2 separate regions of the Sus scrofa genome follow, and region 1 is linked to region 2. Evidence: chromatin contacts called from public Hi-C data. All regions are on one chromosome and are shown on one strand. The core of a region is the stretch at or near the end of the contact, and the rest is flanking DNA. Distances in the headings are between cores, read along the strand shown. Region 1 overlaps MIP (lens fiber major intrinsic protein). Region 2 holds the start of STAT2 (signal transducer and activator of transcription 2).

Region 1 (4,944 bases), core at 651-3,150, 39 kb before region 2:
GTAACCATGAGGTTGCAGTTTCCATCCCTGGCCTCGCTCAGTGGGTTAAGGATCCGGCTTTGCCACTGCAACTGCACTCGGGTTTGTGGGTGTGCCCCCCCCCAAAAAAACCCAAAAAACCACAAATAAACAGACACTGATTTCTGCTTAAATAGTGCCCAATTGTATGTGCCAAGTGCAGGATGTTTGTTTTTCAGCAGTGAGATTGGAAAAAGAGCAGCCTTGCTCTTGGGTTGCCTCCCCAAAACTGATTATCCCTTTCCTCTTCTAACAGGTGTACTGGGTGGGCCCAATCATTGGCGCGGGCCTGGGCAGTCTCCTTTACGACTTTCTCCTCTTCCCCCGGCTCAAGAGTGTTTCTGAGAGACTGTCTATTCTCAAGGGTGCCAGGCCCAGTGACTCCAATGGACAACCAGAGGGCACAGGGGAACCTGTTGAACTGAAGACCCAGGCACTGTAAAAGCTCCAGCTGGATCAGAAGGAGTAGGAATCTTCTGGGTTTACATGGAGGGGCCTGGATGAAGAAAGAGACTGTGGGAGGGGCATGTACTTCTTTATTTTTAAATTTATGTGTGTGTGTTTTTTTGCCTTTTGCCGTGTGAAATCTTTCAAGTTGCATTCATGAGCTGGTTGGTGCAAACTTCCCTTCCTCCCCATCCCACCTCTCTTCGCCGCTGTGCGTGCATGGTTGTTTGTATGACTGTGAGTGAACATGGCTATGTCTGAGTTTGGGGGCATGGCGTGAGAGGTAGGGAAGGGAAAAGAGGTGTCATCCTACACCTTCCTCTCCCAACCTGGTGTGGTAAGTACAGGACACCAAGACCTTACGGCCTTTACCATAGTGCCAGTCAAGTGTATGGCTCTGGGTTTCTGAGGGAGCAGGGAAGCAGTTAGTTACTCCTTAGAGGAGGCAGGTGGAGAGAGAAGTGCAGGAGACTGAGGCATTCCAAGGGTTGGGAGAAGCAGCTGAAAGTTGGAGAGGAAATGGAGGTGTCCACCCCAGATCAGGATGCAGTTGTACCAAAAAGTTTTGGAGAAGTTAACAGGAGAGTGTAGCTTACTTATCTCAGGGATGCTTGCCCCAGGGACTTGGGTGGGGAAGTAGCTCTGAGAAAAGCGAACACTGGAGTTTGAATTGTTCTGTAAATCCACATCAACCTGTCTACACCACTTGGCTGGGTTTTGTTTTCATTCTGGCAGGATGGATCTCTTGGAGGCCCTGGGCCATTGAGCTCCCCAGCTGAATAAAGGGTGGGTGAACCTAGAATCTGGAAAAATTAAGTAGCTATCCTCCCTGTGTGGCCTCCAGGCAGATGATATTTAAGCCCAGAAGAGCTCCCTTAGGCCAAAACAGGAAATCTGATGCCTGGAGCAAAGGCAGAGGTAGGGGGAAGTGGTGGGAGAGAATTTGACCCTCAAGAGTTTTAATTTACAGCAGACCAAAACACTCTTCAAATGGCATCTTTCCGCTTTTATCACCAGTTCTAAAGTCGTCTTTATTTTCCTTTTCTGTGTTTGTCCTTTCACTTTTCTCTCATCTGTCCTTCTCATCTTCAGCAAATCTCTTCTAACTCTACACATGTCCCAGAAATTGATTCTTTCTATCCAACTCTTAATAATTCAAGAGACACCGTTTGATCCCTATCTTCTGTTGATGGGAAAATACTCATCTCAACAGGGGCCAGAGGAGACCCTGACCTAATGATCCTAATGATGAGTACTTATGTTAACCTCTTCCATTTTGAAGCCTCCTGCATGCTTCGCAAGCTTTAAACCTATACCTGTAGTAAGACAGACACCCCAGCCCAGCAAAAGACCACTTTCCCGCCTAGCTCAACTCTCCAATTCCTCACAAATAAAGCCTACCTTTTCTAACTAATCGTGGGTAAGACTTTGGAATAATCCACTTGACTAGGAGAAGGGGAAGAATGTCTGCACATTCACCTCTCCTCGGACTTAGATCCCAATTATTTTCATTCAGCAGGAAATCCACTGCGCTGTGAGTTTTGGCTCAATTTAAGGGACCGACTCAGATAAAACATTACTTGTACTCGCTTCCCTTTTTCTTAATTCATCACCAACATTCACCCCCCCCGCCCGCTCGGGGTCACATGGACCAGTCCTGTTCGCCCCGCCCCCTCCCTACGTAGGCGGGGGGCTGGTCTGGCGCTCCCGGGTGGCGGGAAACGTACTGCCCTGCGCGTGAGGGGCTCTGGTTCCGCGGGGATCTTGAAGACCGGCGGGGAGCGGGTGAGTGACGGTGTGGGCGAGAGGGCTCTAAGCAGCTTGCGTCCCTTCGAGCCGTGGGGGCACTCCTGGGAGGAGCGGAGTTCCCTTTCTTGCCACCCAGTTTAAAAGCAGGGGGCGGGACGCGCGCTTTAGGTGCGCACGCGCAATTCCCCACCCGGCGTTCTAGGTAGGTGCAGCACTGTTTCCAACTTACCTGGGATGGCCCCTTATTCTCCTCGTGCCACTCAGCACTGCTTTGCCCTCACGCGGGGTGGGGCTGTGATGCGAAGGGGCTTGGAACCCCTGAAGTAAGACAGGAGCTTCCCGGGCATTTCCACTTTGGAACTCCTTGTCCAGTTAAGACCTGGAAAAAAAGCCAGGTGGGCAGCTTGGAGCCAGAATTCACTGGTCGCTTGACTTAAATCTTGAGTTTTTATGAAATGAATTTCTCATTCCCTTCCCTCCTTTCCCTCGCTGGCCCATCAGCCATTAAGTTCCATCCCTGAAGCCACTCAGTTCTTTACTCGGCCCTTGTGCTGCCATTACATAATTACCTTTATAAAAGTCAATCTGGACATTTCAAATTAAATTTAAAACTCCTCTCTGGCCACCCACAGTCAGGTTTAAATCCTTAGTGGGTGTCCAGGGTCTTTGGCAGTCTGGCCCTGATCCTCTCAGCTCATTTTTTTTTCTATGTTTTCCTGTCTCATGCCCTTTATACTCACAGCCCTCAGAAAATTGTGCTCTTTCATGCCTCAGTACCTATGCTCCTGCTGCTCCTGCTGCTCCTTCTGCCAAATGAACTTCATTTTCAGGATTGAGCTGAATTGTACCTCTGAAAACCTCTATTTCCAGACATCCTAGGCCAAAGTAATCACTTTTTTCTTTGTGTCCCTGATGTATTTTACCTCTCTATTATCAGTGGCACTTATACAGCCAAAAGGTTACTGAGCTCCCACCATGAACTGTGTGTGCACTGTGCTCACGGGTGGAGAGAAATGAATAGAACAGAGTTCTGTTAGGAACTGGAACTGGGAGGAAGAACGCATGTAAATGAGTCCTCTGCAGTTACGGGATGACAAAGTCTGCCCTGGCTTCCTTACTCCTCTCACCCAAAACTCTCGCTGCTTTACAGCTTGACATATCATCTTACATCCTGGTGTCTCCAAATCTCCAGCCCTAACCATTCCTCCCTTAACTTGGAGACCAGTCTCCTCCAGCTTAGAAAGCATTAATTGAACATTTAATGTTGTGCTGGTTACAGTGATTCCTGATCTCAGATCTCCAAGAGTTAAAATCTTAGTGCAGGAGTTCGTGTCGTGGCGCAGTGGTTAACGAATCCGACTAGGAACCATGAGGTTGCGGGTTTGGTCCCTGCCCTTGCTCAGTGGGTTAATGATCCCGCGTTGCCGTGAGTTGTGTAGGTCGCAGATGCGGCTCGGATCCCGCGTTGCTGTGGCTCGGCGTAGGCTGGCGGCTACAGCTCCGATTAGACCCCTAGCCTGGGAACCTCCATATGCCACGGGAGTGGCCCAAGAAATGGCAAAAAGACCCCCCCCCCAAAAAAATAAAAAAATAAAATAAAATAAAATAAAATCTTAGTGCAGTTAATAGGGATTGAGTTAAAAATCACCCAGAGAGCATTGTCAAAACACTCTTGTCCAAGCTCCACTCCCTGTAAATTCTGATTCAGTCACTAGGCTCTGAAAATTCAAAGGCAAATAATAAACATTCCTGCCTTCAGGGAATCGAAGTCTAGTGTGGAGGGACACAGACATTTTAAACAGTCTGCTTGGTATTTTGCACAACATGAGCTGTAAATGCCATGATGGAAGTCTGTTTATGGCACAAAGTAGACACAAAAGAGAGGTAGCTTCTGGAAAAATCAGGAGGAAGCACCATTTGGGCAGAGTTGTTGGGTTTCCTCTTGCAAATCTGAGTCTAGATTTGAATCTGAGAGTCTAGAAGGCAAAGGGCTGCATTTATCTGAGGTTTGGATCTTTTGTAGAGTGAACTCAGTGAGAGGGAAAGAGATTGAGACCTCAGAGAGGGTGACATGTAGTAGTACAGTGATGGGATCTGTGCTCCAGCTTGTGCCACCCCAGTTTGATCATACTGTTTATTAGTCCCAGGTTTGTCTTCTAAATCCTTGAATTGATAGGCAAACACCAAGTTCTTCCATAAAGCCAGTTCCAACCCTCTTTTTCCATTGCTTTCCTGTTAAGGCTCCTCTGTTCATAGTGGCTTCCTCTCCGCTTTTGCTCTGGCAATTCTCTGCCTAAAGTACCCCCCTCCTCCCAGCTGCCTGAATCCTGTGCAGCCCTCAGAGATCCAGTTCTCATCACACTTCCTCTGACAAAAACCTCCTTGGCCACTTTCACCTAAAAAGAACCCTAGTTTTTCAGAATTTTTTTTTTTCAATATCACTTAACTAGAGCTTGTACTGACTTGTCTTTTATATTATTTCTTCTTTCTTAGGTGGGTTTTAGCCACTGCACTATCTTTTGCCAGGAAGGCTCTTCGTAAGCACTTAGTGACTGACTCTAGAGTCCAAGAGGGGTAGAGAGGAAATGAAGTTTTTGAGGATTCTTTTGTGCTCAGCATTCAGTTTAATATCAGTGCTTCTCAAACTTTCTTGGTGAAGGTTACAAGTAGGGTTTTTTACTCCAGGCTTTTGTAGATCAGTACTTTTCTTTCTGTCTCCTAGCTTTATTG
Region 2 (5,158 bases), core at 1,374-3,873:
AATAGAAGAGAATCATAGACATCTAATCATTTCTGATTCTGGGTTTCCCAGTTCCTATTATGTCATAGAGTGGAAATGTGGCAGGGACCTGTAGAAAATGCAAAAAACAGAGTTTTAGTTATTGAGGTTGAGTGTGTGACAAGGGGACAAAGTTTGAGAAGCCAGTACAAATAGACAAATATTTGCATATATTACAGCTCTTACTGATTGTAGGGGAAAGCAAAACCTACTTTCTTCATGACGGAGGAGTAGGCAGAAAGGGATTGAGGAGCTACCAAAACTACCAAAGTGATCTTACTTCTCAATCACTGGACTGTGCGGTAATTTGGGGCCCCCTATAAGTGGGTGGAAATAAGGCAGAGGAAGACCCCAATGACCTAAAGATGAAGAAGGCCAAGTGGGAACAATTGGGCTACGTTTCCTGATTCTTAGGCCTTTACTAAAAAAGAACAGAAGTTTGGAGGTGATAGATGAGGTATGTCCTGTGTTGTGGGCTCCTTTCAGACCACAGCCCTTAGGAAACTTTGTATGTTTCTGGTTTCTCCCCTCTCCAGCTAACTCTATTCTGGACATGTGTGGTCTCAGATTCATCACCGTGCTAGTTGAGTTACTTCTTTGCTGCTTCCTGCTACACGCTGTGGATGCCATTTCATATGGAAACAAGACAAAATTCTTGGTGCATCTTCCTTCATCCTTGGGATCCTGGCCACCTTCCTCAGACCCCTTGTCTTGCGAGACCCTGCTCCCCAAATCCCTGCCTGGCTTCACCCACATGGCCCCTCTACCCAAGTTCCTGATAGGCCTGTCACTGATGATTGCTCTGGAGAAAGCTGGCTGTCAAGCTGATGTACAGGTCCTGAAGCTTCAGCTCTACCGCCAGGGGGGTATAAATGCTACAGAGATGCTTATCAGACATCTTCAAGAACTTGAGAAAGGCAGAAGCTCAGGTAGGGGAGTATCAGCGGATGCCCTGTCTTCTGCTCTGCAGCAGTGGGCCGAGGAGCAGACAAGCCCAAAGAGGGCTCGTCGATCCCTCTCCATCAAGGACTGCGAGCATGAGAAGGAGCAGAGTGTGCACAATATAGTCCAGCTATTGCCGGGAGTGGGAACCTTCTACAACCTGGGCACGGCTTTGTATTACGCTGTTCAGAACTGCTCCGACAAGGCCAAGGAAAGAGGCCGAGATGGGGTCATAGATCTGGGTTATGACCTCCTGACAGCCATGGCTGGATCGTCAGGGGGGCCCTGGGGAATACTGATCAGTACTTCACTTAAACCTGTAGTGAAGTCTGGGATTCATCGTGTGATCCAGTATTACAATGAGAGAGAGGTGAAAACCCCTCCACCAGAGACCAGCAAGGAGGTCTTGGGGAGCACCATAGCCATGGGTGACCTGGAAGAAACAGCTACCGTGACCCCTTTGGTGTCAGAAGTAGTAAGTTCACCTCCTTACTGGTGGTGGACCTTATTCAAGGGCTACAACTCAGATCCTGGCTTTGGGAATCCTGCGATATAAAAGAAGGTGGTAAACACATTGGCTAGATCTAATATTCTGACAAGTTTGTATGTGCGTGTTCAAAATCCATATATCTAATTTGTTATCAAGGAGGAAGGCAGTGCCGTAAAATGTAGGAATTTCAAATTTTGTTGTTCAGAATCAGAGGATTTGACTTAGAATCCAGGTTCTACTCGTTAGAGCTTTGATCACTAGCTAGTAATTTCACTTCTTTCTCCAAACTCAGTTTTTTAAATTTCTTTCTTTTTTTTTTTTTTGCCTTTTTTTTGTTGTTGTTGTTGCTGTTGTTGTTGCTCCCGCGGCATATGGAGATTCCCAGGCTAGGGGTTGAATCGGAGCTGTAGCCACCGGCCTACGCCAGAGCCACAGCAACGCGGGATCCGAGCCGCGTCTGCAACCTACACCACAGCTCACGGCAACGCCGGATCGTTAACCCACTGAGCAAGGGCAGGGACCGAACCGGCAACCTCATGGTTCCTAGTCGGATTCGTTAACCACTGCGCCACGACGGCAACTCCCAGTTTTTTAAATTTCTAAAGTGAGGATAATGATTTTCACCTCAATGAGTTTTGTGGAAATTAAAAATTATACATTGTGTAAATGCTTAGCACAGTGCCATCAATAAACAGTTTTTTTTTGTTGTTCTTATTACTTAAGCCCTCCCCTTCCTGTCCCAAAGTAATGAAAATCAAAATCCATTTCGCTTGTTAGTTTAGCGCCTCTGAGCGCATGAGCGAGTCTCACTTCCGCGGCTTTTTTGTGGGTTCTCGGAAATCAGCTGTTTCAGTCCTGCGCTGTTCTTTTAGTTGGACACCTCCCTCCCGCAGACATGGGGCGGGGCTTACTTGAGAATGTCTACCAATCAATGCAGCTGGAGGAGTGGTTTAGGCTCCTCTTGTCCCGCCCCGCGGAGAGGGAGGAGTCGTGGTAGCGCCAATGAGCTCACAGCCTGCGGAAGAACTTGGCTGAATGGCAGCCAGTGTCAGGGTGCACAGCTGGGAACGGCGAGCTCCAGAGTTCAGCGGCTTACCCAAGCTTGCAGCAAGGGGGCGGGGCCGAGAGGCGGGCCGAAGTCGAGGGCGGCGCGGGAGGCCCTTGTACTGGCTCTCACTCTGGGGACCGGAAGCCTGAACCCGAGCTGCTGGCATAGAGCGGGTCTGAGACCCTAACAAGGTATGGACCCTCAGAGGGCGCGCGGGGGTGTGGGTGGAGGCATGAGTTTCTTCCTATGTAGGGAGGCAGGCCCCGGCATGTACGTCCCGGAGGGGTCGGACTCTGTCTCCAGGTTGAAGTGGGAGCTGTCAGCTACTTCATCCTCCTGTCCAACCTAGATCCCCAACCCTAACTTCCCCTTCCCAAAATACCCCTGCAACTTCCGAGACCCAAAACCTGGCATCAGTTGCATTGGTTCATTGTCTTAGCCAAAGCTTTTACATTCTGGTCTGTGTTATTTTTGATCCTCATCAAACAAACACTCCACTGTCTAAAGGTATAATCCTTATTTGTTAATGTTAAGATACGGAAAGGTGAACCGATTTACCTAAGGTCACACAGTTCATTTCAGAAAAGCTTATTGAGCAGGAAATAGGCACCTAAAAGAGTGACAGATTACTGGAGAAAAAAAGAGTTTACAGCCCTTAACCTCAGTGTTTGTAACCAATTTGGGAAGACCAGATATTTGGGGTTTGTTTTTCATATTTAAGCCTTAGGGTTTACTTGCCAGCTTTCTAATACCAGCTTTCTAATACCAGCTGATTCGTTTTTTTGGGAACTGGGGTCTCATCTTTGTTTTTGGAAGCAAAACCAGTACACAGTTTAAGAAGTCAAGTACCACCAAAGGGTAAATGAAATGAAAAATAGGAGCCTCTGCCCAATCCTTTCCTTACCCTGTTCCTACTGCCCAGTAGAAAGGCAGCTCATGAATATTCATACTGGTGGAAAAGAATCTCTCCACCCCAAGCATTTGATTTGTAGTAAAATCATGTGACCTTTTTTTAGACCACAAATGTGGGTGTTGATTCTTTTTTTGTTAGGCTCAGGCAGTAATAAGTTTTGATTTCCTAACAGACAGATGGCAGTGGGCAGGGAAAGGTACAGAGAAATATTCTTTTTCCTTACCCAGCATGTTTGGTGACAGGCAAAACCCACTTTTGAGTGAAATGTCTCACAGAGTTGATACTCTACATGAAGAATTGAAGATTGACAAAGATCATCGTAAAAGTGTCACAATCTTAGGGTTGAGTTACGCTTTGCATAGTGTTTAAGCATCTTTTAGAATGGAGCTCCTCCTTCCAACATGGAGAGCAGCTTATAGCATGTACCTTATCTCCAAGGAGGTTTCAGCCCCTGATAAAGCTTTGGGGCCAGCAGGGTAATGCTGAGATAAATACTTACGACTGACCTTTAAATGCTCCAGCATAAATGAATACAAACACAGACAAATAAATTTAAAATAAATTCATTGAAGGAAATAGATGAAATAAAGCTCATAGAAATATTCAATGTTTCGGAGTTCCTGTTGTGGCTCAGTGAGTTAAGGACACCACATTGTCTCTGTGAGGATGCTGGTTTGATCTCTGCCCTTGTTCAGAGGGTTAAGAATCCCGTGTTGCTGTGGCTATGGGGTAGGCTGGCAGCTGCAGCTGCAATTTGACTCCTGGCTGGGGAACTTCCATATGCCACAGGTATGGCTGTAAAAAGAAGAAAAAAAAAATTCAATGTTTGTTGAAGCTAAATGATGGGTAAATGGATGATCTTTGTACTATTCACTCTACTTTGTTTTATGTTTGAAAAGTACCATTGAAACAAAAAGGCTTACATATTGAAGCTCTTAAATAGTACTCCCTGAAAGAATGTGCACTAAATTGATAATAGGGTTACTTATGGAGGGGAGGAGAAGGGATGAGGATTGGGAGTGGGATTAATCTAGACTTTAATTTTTTTTCTGTATTTTTTCTTACCTGTATAATTAAAATGTTTTAAATTTATATAACAAATAATCATGAGGAGTTCCTGTTGTGGCTCAGTGGTAACAAACCCAACTAGTATCCATGAGGATATGGTTTGATCCCTGGCCCCACTCAGTGGGTTAAGGATCTGGCGTTGCCATAAGCTGTGATGTAGGTCATGGATGTGGCTCGGATCTGGCATTGATGTGGCTGCGGCACAGGCCAGCAGCTGCAGCTCGGATTCAACCCCTTGCCTGGGAACTTCCATATGCCGTAAGTGTGGCCCTAAAAAGCAAGAAAAAAAAATAATGAGACTGGATGATTTAATCCAACAAAATTTCCAACTGGGAACCTGCATCCTTCAGATTCAGAGGCCAAATGGCGCAGTGGGAGATGCTGCAGAATCTTGACAGCCCATTTCAGGATCAGCTGCACCAGCTCTACTCAGAGAGCCTCCTGCCAGTGGATGTTCGACAGTACTTAGCTGTCTGGATTGAAGACCAGAACTGGTGAGGCCTTCAGCCTCATCCCCTTGAGGGGGATGAGGAAAGTGGTTTCTTTCCTCTAAGTCTCCAGGATCCTGGAGACACTGAGGGAGGGAAGGGTTTGGAAGGCTTCAAGATAGTAGCAACCTGGGAGTTCCCATCATGGCTAGCAGTTGACAAACCTGACTAGTATCCACAAGGGCATGGGT

What was found. Hi-C and Micro-C count contacts between places; a contact is called where the count stands out from the background.
Region 1: a Hi-C map of retroperitoneal adipose tissue shows a contact between it and region 2, with 2.1 times the contacts expected there. The contact joins the enhancer-like site here to the promoter of STAT2 in region 2. A contact is called at or near these places in 1 of 5 promoter capture datasets (fetal liver), 27 of 47 Hi-C or Micro-C datasets (adipose tissue, alveolar macrophages, blood and 13 more) and 2 of 2 datasets of contacts at active chromatin or transcription factors (alveolar macrophages and skeletal muscle).

The regions. Positions count from the first base shown.
Region 1 is chr5:21,784,752-21,789,695 of Sscrofa11.1, reverse strand. MIP (lens fiber major intrinsic protein) reads left to right here. Exons shown (of 6, transcript XM_021092895.1): 6 at 275-656. The coding sequence ends at 460. Among named protein-coding and RNA genes, the nearest start is that of SPRYD4, 17 kb to the left of the region's middle. Within about 2 kb of position 1,900, at least 62 of the 83 cell types and tissues checked have an H3K27ac peak or open chromatin away from gene starts, as enhancers often do. A contact at or near this core is called in adipose tissue, alveolar macrophages, fetal liver and 8 more, where this site is marked.
Region 2 is chr5:21,746,425-21,751,582 of Sscrofa11.1, reverse strand. It overlaps STAT2 (signal transducer and activator of transcription 2), which reads left to right and starts at 2,623. Exons shown (of 24, transcript NM_213889.1): 1 at 2,623-2,689; 2 at 4,830-4,973. The coding sequence starts at 4,843.